Regions from separate parts of the Sus scrofa genome. Here regions 1 and 2 are each linked to region 3. Evidence: chromatin contacts called from public Hi-C data. All regions are on one chromosome and are shown on one strand. The core of a region is the stretch at or near the end of the contact, and the rest is flanking DNA. Distances in the headings are between cores, read along the strand shown. Region 1 overlaps LOC106509733 (a long non-coding RNA gene). Region 2 has its middle 290 kb from the start of ANAPC1. Region 3 has its middle 140 kb from the start of ANAPC1.

Region 1 (2,701 bases), core at 136-2,635, 240 kb after region 3:
TGCCAAGAGAAAAAGACATGGAGATCCTATATAAAATTCCCAATTACTGGGTCATAGAAAAACAACTTCAGCAATTTCCCGAGTTGATGATTCCACATTTTTAGGAGTCCTTCTTAAGTAGAGAAGACAATGCTACTAGAACTGTCCAAGATATAGGAGGCTGAGTGGAGATGAGGATGAAAGATGAGAAAGGGAACAATTGTTCCATGGAACTGGGCTTAGGCCCTTGCTGAACACATGTCCATGAAGACAGACTATGCCCAGGCTATTTTGAGGAGAAAATATGGGTGCCAAGGCCAGTGCTTTAAGTTCTGTTGGCCACGTGTTGTCCATTCCCTCAACCTCACTGGCCCTGAGTCTTATGCTCAAGGTGGGTGGGGTAGGAGCTTAAAAGCAGCAGGGTGGCCAGATAAGGAACAAAGACAGAGTTCACAGAAGTTGCTGATAATTCAGTGATGACTTCATGTTTTAGCTGGAATGACCCTCTCCGAGTCTCTCTTCCTCTGAGGAGAAACAGAGGTGTCTCAGCCTTTTCCCACCACGAAGCCTGGACACCACCATGGACCCCCTTCACCTTGATCACAGGCCCTCAGTCTTCCCTTCCACAGCCCAGCTTGACACCAGAGGTTATGGGTGACATTTGTATTTTCATGGTATTCATGGGTATGTCTGGCACAATGTGAAATCTTACTGGTGATGTGTAAATTCTTCCGGTGTAGACAGGTATACTGTCACCCCGATGAATAGAAAACAAGTCCCCTTAAGACATTTTTTTAAATATAAATTTTTTTAAAAAGTATAGTAGATTTACCATGTTGTGTCAGTTTCTGCTGTACAGCAAAGTGACCCAGTCATTCATATATATATATATATATATATATATATATGTATATATATATATATATATGTGTACATTCCTTTTATCATATCCTCTTCCATCATGTTCTATCCCAAGAGATTGGATATAGTTTCCTGTGCTGTACAGTAGGACACTTAAAAAATATTTAATAACCTAGACATTTTATGAGATGATCCATTCCATTGACTTCATCTTAACCTCTGTCACCAGAGACATTTGATGGCCTATAGTGGCTTCCAATGAAAAACCTCAACATGAAATAGCCTTGGAAAAGATATTTTGTGTGTGTGTGTGTGTATGTGTGTGTGTGTGTATTGTAAGATGTTAGAGTGAGGGCTTTTGTTTCTTTTCCCCCATTTATACAGACTTTTGTTCGGCTCTGAGATAAAATACTAATAAACAGGAAGTTGAAAAAAAATGTGGTGCAATTGTTCTGAATGTTGTTTTTCTGGTAAGGCTTTAGGGCCATACCACACCATCCTATTCAAAGCAGTCCCTGTAGGTGGTGGTGTTAAAAAAGAAATGAAGCAGCTGGGCTGCCTACCTCCCCCACCTCCAGGGAGGCCTCGTTCTTCAGGACCCGTGGGGCCTGCTCAGACATTCCAGCAGTTTCCCCCTTATTTGCCCTGAACCAAGTTGTAGAAATTTAAGGATGTGAAAGTAAGGCCATTCCTATGGAAAAAATAGTTTTCCTCTTTACTTCTCATCCTGCGTGCACGAGGCAATTTCATTTCCTCTGAATATTCGTTCTGTGTATGTGTGTGTGTGTAAAAGAATGAGAAGCAAACAGTTTCATAGGAATGTGCAACGTTTGTTTAAGACAGTTTATTCACTCCAGCCCTGGCCTGTGGCCCTTGGAACAGGTTGTTAAGAAAATCTGAATCTTGTTCTCCTTTTCTTTCTTTTTTTTTTTTTTTTTTTTTTTGTCTTTTTGTCTTTTCTAGGGCCGCACACATGGCATATGGAGGTTCCCAGGCTAGGGGTCTAATCTGAGCTGCAGCCACCAGCCAACGCCAGAGCCACAGCAACACCAGATCCGAGCCGCATCTGCAACGTACACCACAGCTCACGGCAATGCCGGATCCTTAATCCACTGAGCAAGGCCAGGGATGGAACCCAGAACCTCATGGTTCCTAGTCAGATTCATTAACCACTTCGCCACGACGGGAACTCCTTGTTCTCCTTTTCTAAGAGAACTGTGATGCCGTAATAGTCACAGCAGTAGTTAGGCTGCTGATCTGTGATGAGACGCTGGGCAAGAATGGATACTCCTGAAAGGAGCCCTTACCTCCCCAGGGGCCCCTGCCTCCAGCAAGTCCTGGCAAGTGTGAATGGTGGTCTGGGAGCTCTGTCCTCTGGGGCAACCAGAAGGTAGATGAGGAAGAGCTTGGAAGCACGGATTCCTGGGGAACAGCTGTCAATCCCAGTGTAATGCTTTCTTGGTTCTACCCCCGCATTTGTAGGGTTTCCATGCCTTCCATGTGGGTGGGCATGTAGAACTAGGCCTGGCGTTTTCGACCCTCTACCCTTTGCTTTTTGTCCCCACAATGCTGTCACTTCATTGGGTGTTCCAGAGCTGGAGGTGCCAGACAGGACACAGGGTACAGAATGGCAGAAAGAGAGAGCTAGGGAATGAAACCTGCTATGCAGGGGGCGGGCCAGGCTCTGTCCTGAGTGTGCCCAGGGTCCCCGATGGGGGGAGTGGGGACAGAGAGGGCCACCCCTCTCCAGAGACACACAGAGTGCCCTTCCACCATCACCTGGGGCTTTCCATACCCAGCCACCTGCGCCTCATCCAAGCCCCCAGTCCCTGCTCTGGTCAAGCCTGGGCTGATGGCTGCC
Region 2 (2,700 bases), core at 139-2,638, 140 kb after region 3:
ACTTTTGTCTGCATCTCCACCATCCCCAAGAGTCTCCTTCACGCTGAGGCGGCATCCACACGTTTCCACTGTCGCATGAGAAGCCGCACATGTGGTTTACTGGGTGTAATCTTAGAATGCAGCCGTGTGGAAGGCTCTGCCTCTGTGTACTGGAGAGCCACTTACCTGTGCAAGATGAATTTTTATGTTCTCCGTCTCATTTATGGTCCTGGCTTTAGAAATGAGGCAACGGAGCCTCAGATGTGATAAGTGACTTGTCCAATATGGTCCTATTGCTACTCTAGTTTCTGGTAACGTATTTGACACACGCTCTGTCCTCAATGAAGAGCATTTGGGGTGATGTGATTTTCGCAACTCTATTCCAGGGCGCATGTCACTATCCTATGACAGGCACCACCTGAGATGCTGGTCGCTGGCTGGTGTTCCTCCCAAGGCCCTCAACTTGGGGCAGTCAGGAAGGCAGGGGTCATTCAGGCCAGTCCCCTGCCCTTGAATCCCACTCCCAGGGTGAGAAAGCCTCATTCCCCTGACAGTCACCACTGGACAAGCACGTGATAATAACCAGAACACTGAGAGCATACTCTATACCAGTTACTGTGCTACGAGTTTAATCCTCACTCAAACCTCTCCAGGGTTCATATCATTACTGTTACTTTAGAGAGATGGAAACAGAGGCTCAGAGAGGTGACAGAACAAGATCAAGGCCAGACAAAGGAAAGAAAAGGCTTGAACTGGGTGGAGATACAGTCTGTAAGGACCCCAAGGCTTTTGCCCCTGGATTTGGTTTCCAAACACACTTTTATTTTGCAACCTTCAGACATGGAAGTCCTCGCTTGACAGGAGACCACGTACCTTTACCTTGTGGGAAATGCAGTGACAATGAATTGCCGTTGGCGGGGAGGGGGGCTCGTGTCCCTCCCCCTGAGCCAGGCCTGCTCTCAGGCTGGGCCGCCCACTTTTGACTGAGTCTTGAAATTCTGTGTCTGCGGTAAGGCAGGCGAGGGAGTTTGTTTTTTCCTTCGGCTTCCATCATTTTATTTAGGAAAGCATTGTGTCTGGAGAGGGAACTGTAAACACTGGGAGGGTGAGAGGGCCTCAGAGTGAGCTCGTGTGTGTGCTCCAGACTTCCGCCCGCCGACCCCAGCTTCCTGACCCCAGCAGACTGGCAGCCCCCGGGCTCTCGGGATGGAGCTTGGCTGGAGGCCAGCGTCTGAGCTGAATGGCTTGGGCCGGACAGTGCTTCTCCCCAGCCAAAGTGGCAACGAGCCCACTCCCGAGAAGGCGCCTTGGCTTGGAAAAACACACCATGTGTTAGAGGCTGGCGTCCACAGCAGGGCTCTGAGGCCCGAGCCATGGCCAGGCACCTTCGGGAGGCCTGGCTTTGGGGCTGGGCTGCTGCGCATTCTCAGGAGCTCCAGTCCCAGCATAGGAAATGTCCTATCGCCCAAGAGGAAACCCGATGTCTAAGAACTGATATAACTGGGAGACTGATAAGAATTAGAGGGCCAAGTGCCTGGAGCAGCCATGAGTTTACTTTTCTTTCCAAATACCTTCTTCCTTTCTCTGGTTAGGAATCTATTATGCGCTCATCCAAGAGAACTTCGAAAAGTAAGTAAAAATCTCTCATTATCATTTTAGCCAGAGATGTTTCTTCTCTGTTTTTTGTTTTTTTGTTTTTTTTTTTTTTGTCTTTTTAGGGCTGAACCCATGGCTTATGGAAGTTCCCAGGCTAGGGGTCCAATCGGAGCTGCAGCTGCTGACCTACACCACAGCCACAGCAACTTGGGATCCAAGCCACGTCTGTGACCTACACCACAGCTCACGGCAACGCCAGATCCTTAACCCACTGAGCGAGGCCGGGAATCGAACCTGAAAACTCATGGCTTCTGGTCAGATTCATTAGCCACTGTGCCACGACGGGAACTCCGAGATTTTTCTTTTCTTTCTCTTTTTTATTCTTTTTATAGTTTCACCTGCAACATAGGGAAGTTCCCAGGCTAGGGCCTACGCTGCAGCCACAGCAACACCAGATCTGAGCCACATCTGCGACCTACTCTGCAGCTTACAGCAATGCCAGATCCTTAATCCACTTATCGAGGCCAGGGATTGAACACACATCCTCATAGACATTGTGTTGGGTTCTTAACCCACTGAGCCACAGTGGGAACTCTTTGACTTCTATTTTTTAAAAAGGTATCCTACCCATCATTTTATTTTGTAAGCTGGACATCAGATGCACAAAGCCAAATTAGTTGTGACCTCTGATTCGTGACACTCTGCCATCATAAAATGCTTTCTTTTGTTCAGTTGTTTTGTATAGTGAGCCTTTCTACCCAATATAAACACCAGGTCTTTGGCAATGACCTATAAAACTTTTGGGCTCAATCATTTTCCTGCACATACTCATTTATCTACACTTTTTTCCCCCCTTTCTCATGCACATGCTCTCCACACTCCTTCATGTGCCTCTCAGGGGGTTGCCCGGGTGGAAATTCATCACTCAGGTTGCTTTCCTCTGCAGTGCCCTTTGGGTCTCAAAGTGGACTGCCCTTCCATCTCTTTCTGCACAAGGCGGTCGGGGATGGGAGACTCTGCTGAGGCACTCATTTATCTCTGGGGCTTCAGAAAACTACCACCAAGCACAGGCAGGTGTCTGATCAGCTCGATCTTGAGGGTCTTCCATGAAGGAGAGTCTCCGGT
Region 3 (2,700 bases), core at 129-2,628:
CAGACACTCAATGAATATTTGGTGAATGAATAGATGATACACTGAGGGAGGAACTGCGGGGACTTCTGTTTGAGCTTCAGTGTAGACTCCAAATACCTGTGCTCTTCTGTGGTGCTTCCTCTGTGGGTTTCTGGCATCCCCAGGTGCTGTCATCCTTGGATGGGTTTACTCCACTCCATTCAAGCCACCATCTCAAGCCTTTGTCCTCCTCCCAGTACCTCCTTTCCCCCATCAGGCACCAGCTGGAAACACTTTTTTTTTTTTTTTTTTTAGGTACGCACCTGTGGCATATGGAAGTTCCCAGGCAAGGGGCTGAATCAGAGTTGCAGCTGCCAGCCTGCACCACAGCCACAGCAACATCAGATCCGTGTAGCGTCTATGACCTATGCTTCAGCTTGCAGCAATGCCGGATACTTAACCCATCAGGCAAGGCCAGGGATCAAAACTACATCCTTTTGGACACTATGTTGGGTTCTTAACATGCTGAGCTCCCAGATTTGTTTTAAAGTCAAAGAGAAAGGAAATTATCAGGATGGGGACCATTCACAAGAACTTTTTATTAGTCCCAGCTTCCAACTTCCTTTGAATCCCAGCTTCTTTCTTTCAGGTGGCTCAGTCCCAAGGGTGTATATGACAAGGGTGTCAGCACATGGAATTTCTGTCCCGATTCTGCTTCAGACTTTGGGGGAAACAGCCCAAACCCTCTGTTTCAGGGTTAGCAACAGAGATATGACAGGAAAACAGCTACCAGAGAGCTTAGAAAGACAAAAGTGCTAAATAGAGATATGTGGGTATTATTATTTTTTCATTTTTTTAATGGGGGTGTTATTTTTAATCTTTGCAGCAGGCAGGCTGTGGCCTCCAAGAAAAATCTGAGGATAAGGAGACCTAAAACAAGTAATTGATTCTCTCTCAAAATCTGGATTTCACTCCCAGCTGCCCTTGCAGGCTGACCATACATTAAGCTCCCTGCTCTTGTCAAATCAATCATGTGATGAGGAGGCAATGCTACCCAGCCTCACAGTAGACAGGAGGCTGCTCTCCTTTGGAGTAAGACATGCTTTTAAATATGGTGAGACGGGAGTTTTCTGGTGGTGGTGCAGTGGATCAAGGATCTGGCATTGCCTTTGCAGTGGCTCAGGTTGCTGCTGTGGTGTGGGTTTGATTCCTGGCCTGGGAACCTCCACCCTCCACATGCCATGGGGGCAGCAAAAAAAAAAAAAAAAAAAAACCCCAAAAACAAAACCCAAATGCTGAAATGCCATGAGCAGCAGTGAGATCAGACTGTGTTTTCTCTTCTTTCTCTTTAGGACAGACCACCATAATATGCCAAGCCCTGTCCACCCTTTGGGCGTTTTCTATGTGATCCCATGAGTGGCCAGTAGGTGGCACAAGACACACACCATGGCTGCCGGCTTTGCCCCACTCAGCCTTTCTCAGAAGGGAAAGATCTATTTCTAATCCAGCCCAGGCTTTATGGCAATGCTTAATCACATGGAAGGGAACATGCAATAACTACTGGTATTTCTGTAAACATGCATGCTTAGAGCAGCTGCCAGTTGGGGCTGAGGACAGAGGGAACATGCAGTGAGAGGTCTCCTGAGGACAGTCTATAAAAGGAAAACCCTGTGGGTTTTTAATTTAAGAGCCTCTCAGCTAACCTTTGTGACTCATCGAAAGAAACATTTAGAACCCGGAAGGACAGTGATCATACATTTTTTGGATTGTAACCTGGTTCTCCTTCCATCCTACCCCCTCCCCCTTCCCCCAAATGGTAGATTTCAGAAGGTCCCGGCTACAGGGCCGAGCCAGCACCTTCTGAACCAATGGTGGCTTATTTTCCTATTCTTTTGTCCTGGCAAGTTGCCTGTTTCTTGGGTTTGTTCTTTCCCTGGAGGAAAGTTGATCTGATCTCACTCTGCCATTAATAAAATTGGCACCAGATGGATGTGGAGCTGAAGAGCAGACACATCACAGCAAAACAAAGTGTGATCTAGTCAGAGATGGGGCAGTAAGGATTGGGTGCTTTTAACATCTGTGGCAAGTTAAAAAATTGTGGCAAAATATACAACATAAAATTTACATCTTAGCCATTTTAGGTGTATATTCAGTGGTATTTAATACATTCATATGGTGTGGCCATCACCACCATCCATCTCCATAAGTTTTCCTCTTGTAAGATGGAAACACTATGTCCATTAAACACTAACTTCCGTTTCTGTGAGCTGTGGTGTAGGTCGCAGACGTGGCTTGGATCCTGTGTTGCTATGGCTGTGGTATAGGTTGGCAGCTACAGCTCCGATTCGACCCCTAGCCTGGGAATCTTCATATGTCATGGGTGCAGCCCTAAAAAGACAAAACCAAACCCAAAAAACCCGCTAACTCCTCATTGCCCTTTCCCTGCAAATCATCACACCACTTTCTATCCCTATGAATTTGATTACTCTAAATACCTCATATAAGTGGAATCACATAGTAGTTTTCCTTTGTGTATCTGGCTTGTTTCACTGAGCATAACATCCTCAAGGTTCACCCATGTTGTAGCAGGTGTCAGAATTTCCTTCCCTTTAAGGGTAAATGATATTCCATTGTATGTATAGCCAACATTTTGTTTATCCATTCCTCTGTTGTTGGATACTTGGATTGCTTCCACCTTTTGGTATTGTGAGTAATGCTGCTATGAACAAGGGTGGACAAATA

Evidence for each region. Hi-C and Micro-C count contacts between places; a contact is called where the count stands out from the background.
Region 1: a contact with region 3 is called in a Hi-C map of retroperitoneal adipose tissue, with 2.4 times the contacts expected there. The contact joins two enhancer-like sites. A contact is called at or near these places in 6 of 47 Hi-C or Micro-C datasets (embryonic fibroblasts, heart right ventricle, mesenchymal stem cells and 3 more) and 1 of 2 datasets of contacts at active chromatin or transcription factors (skeletal muscle).
Region 2: a Hi-C map of skeletal muscle shows a contact between it and region 3, with 4 times the contacts expected there. The contact joins two enhancer-like sites. A contact is called at or near these places in 3 of 47 Hi-C or Micro-C datasets (embryonic fibroblasts, retroperitoneal adipose tissue and skeletal muscle).

What each region holds. Positions count from the first base shown.
Region 1 is chr3:44,866,501-44,869,201 of Sscrofa11.1, forward strand. All of the region lies in intron 1 of LOC106509733 (a long non-coding RNA gene), which reads left to right. All of the region lies in intron 1 of LOC110259966 (a long non-coding RNA gene), which reads left to right. Among named protein-coding and RNA genes, the nearest start is that of BCL2L11, 330 kb to the right of the region's middle. Within about 2 kb of position 1,386, at least 14 of the 83 cell types and tissues checked have an H3K27ac peak or open chromatin away from gene starts, as enhancers often do. A contact at or near this core is called in retroperitoneal adipose tissue and skeletal muscle, where this site is marked.
Region 2 is chr3:44,768,558-44,771,257 of Sscrofa11.1, forward strand. No RefSeq gene overlaps it. Among named protein-coding and RNA genes, the nearest start is that of ANAPC1, 290 kb to the left of the region's middle. Within about 2 kb of position 1,389, at least 29 of the 83 cell types and tissues checked have an H3K27ac peak or open chromatin away from gene starts, as enhancers often do. A contact at or near this core is called in retroperitoneal adipose tissue and skeletal muscle, where this site is marked.
Region 3 is chr3:44,627,408-44,630,107 of Sscrofa11.1, forward strand. No RefSeq gene overlaps it. Among named protein-coding and RNA genes, the nearest start is that of ANAPC1, 140 kb to the left of the region's middle. Within about 2 kb of position 1,379, at least 30 of the 83 cell types and tissues checked have an H3K27ac peak or open chromatin away from gene starts, as enhancers often do. A contact at or near this core is called in retroperitoneal adipose tissue and skeletal muscle, where this site is marked.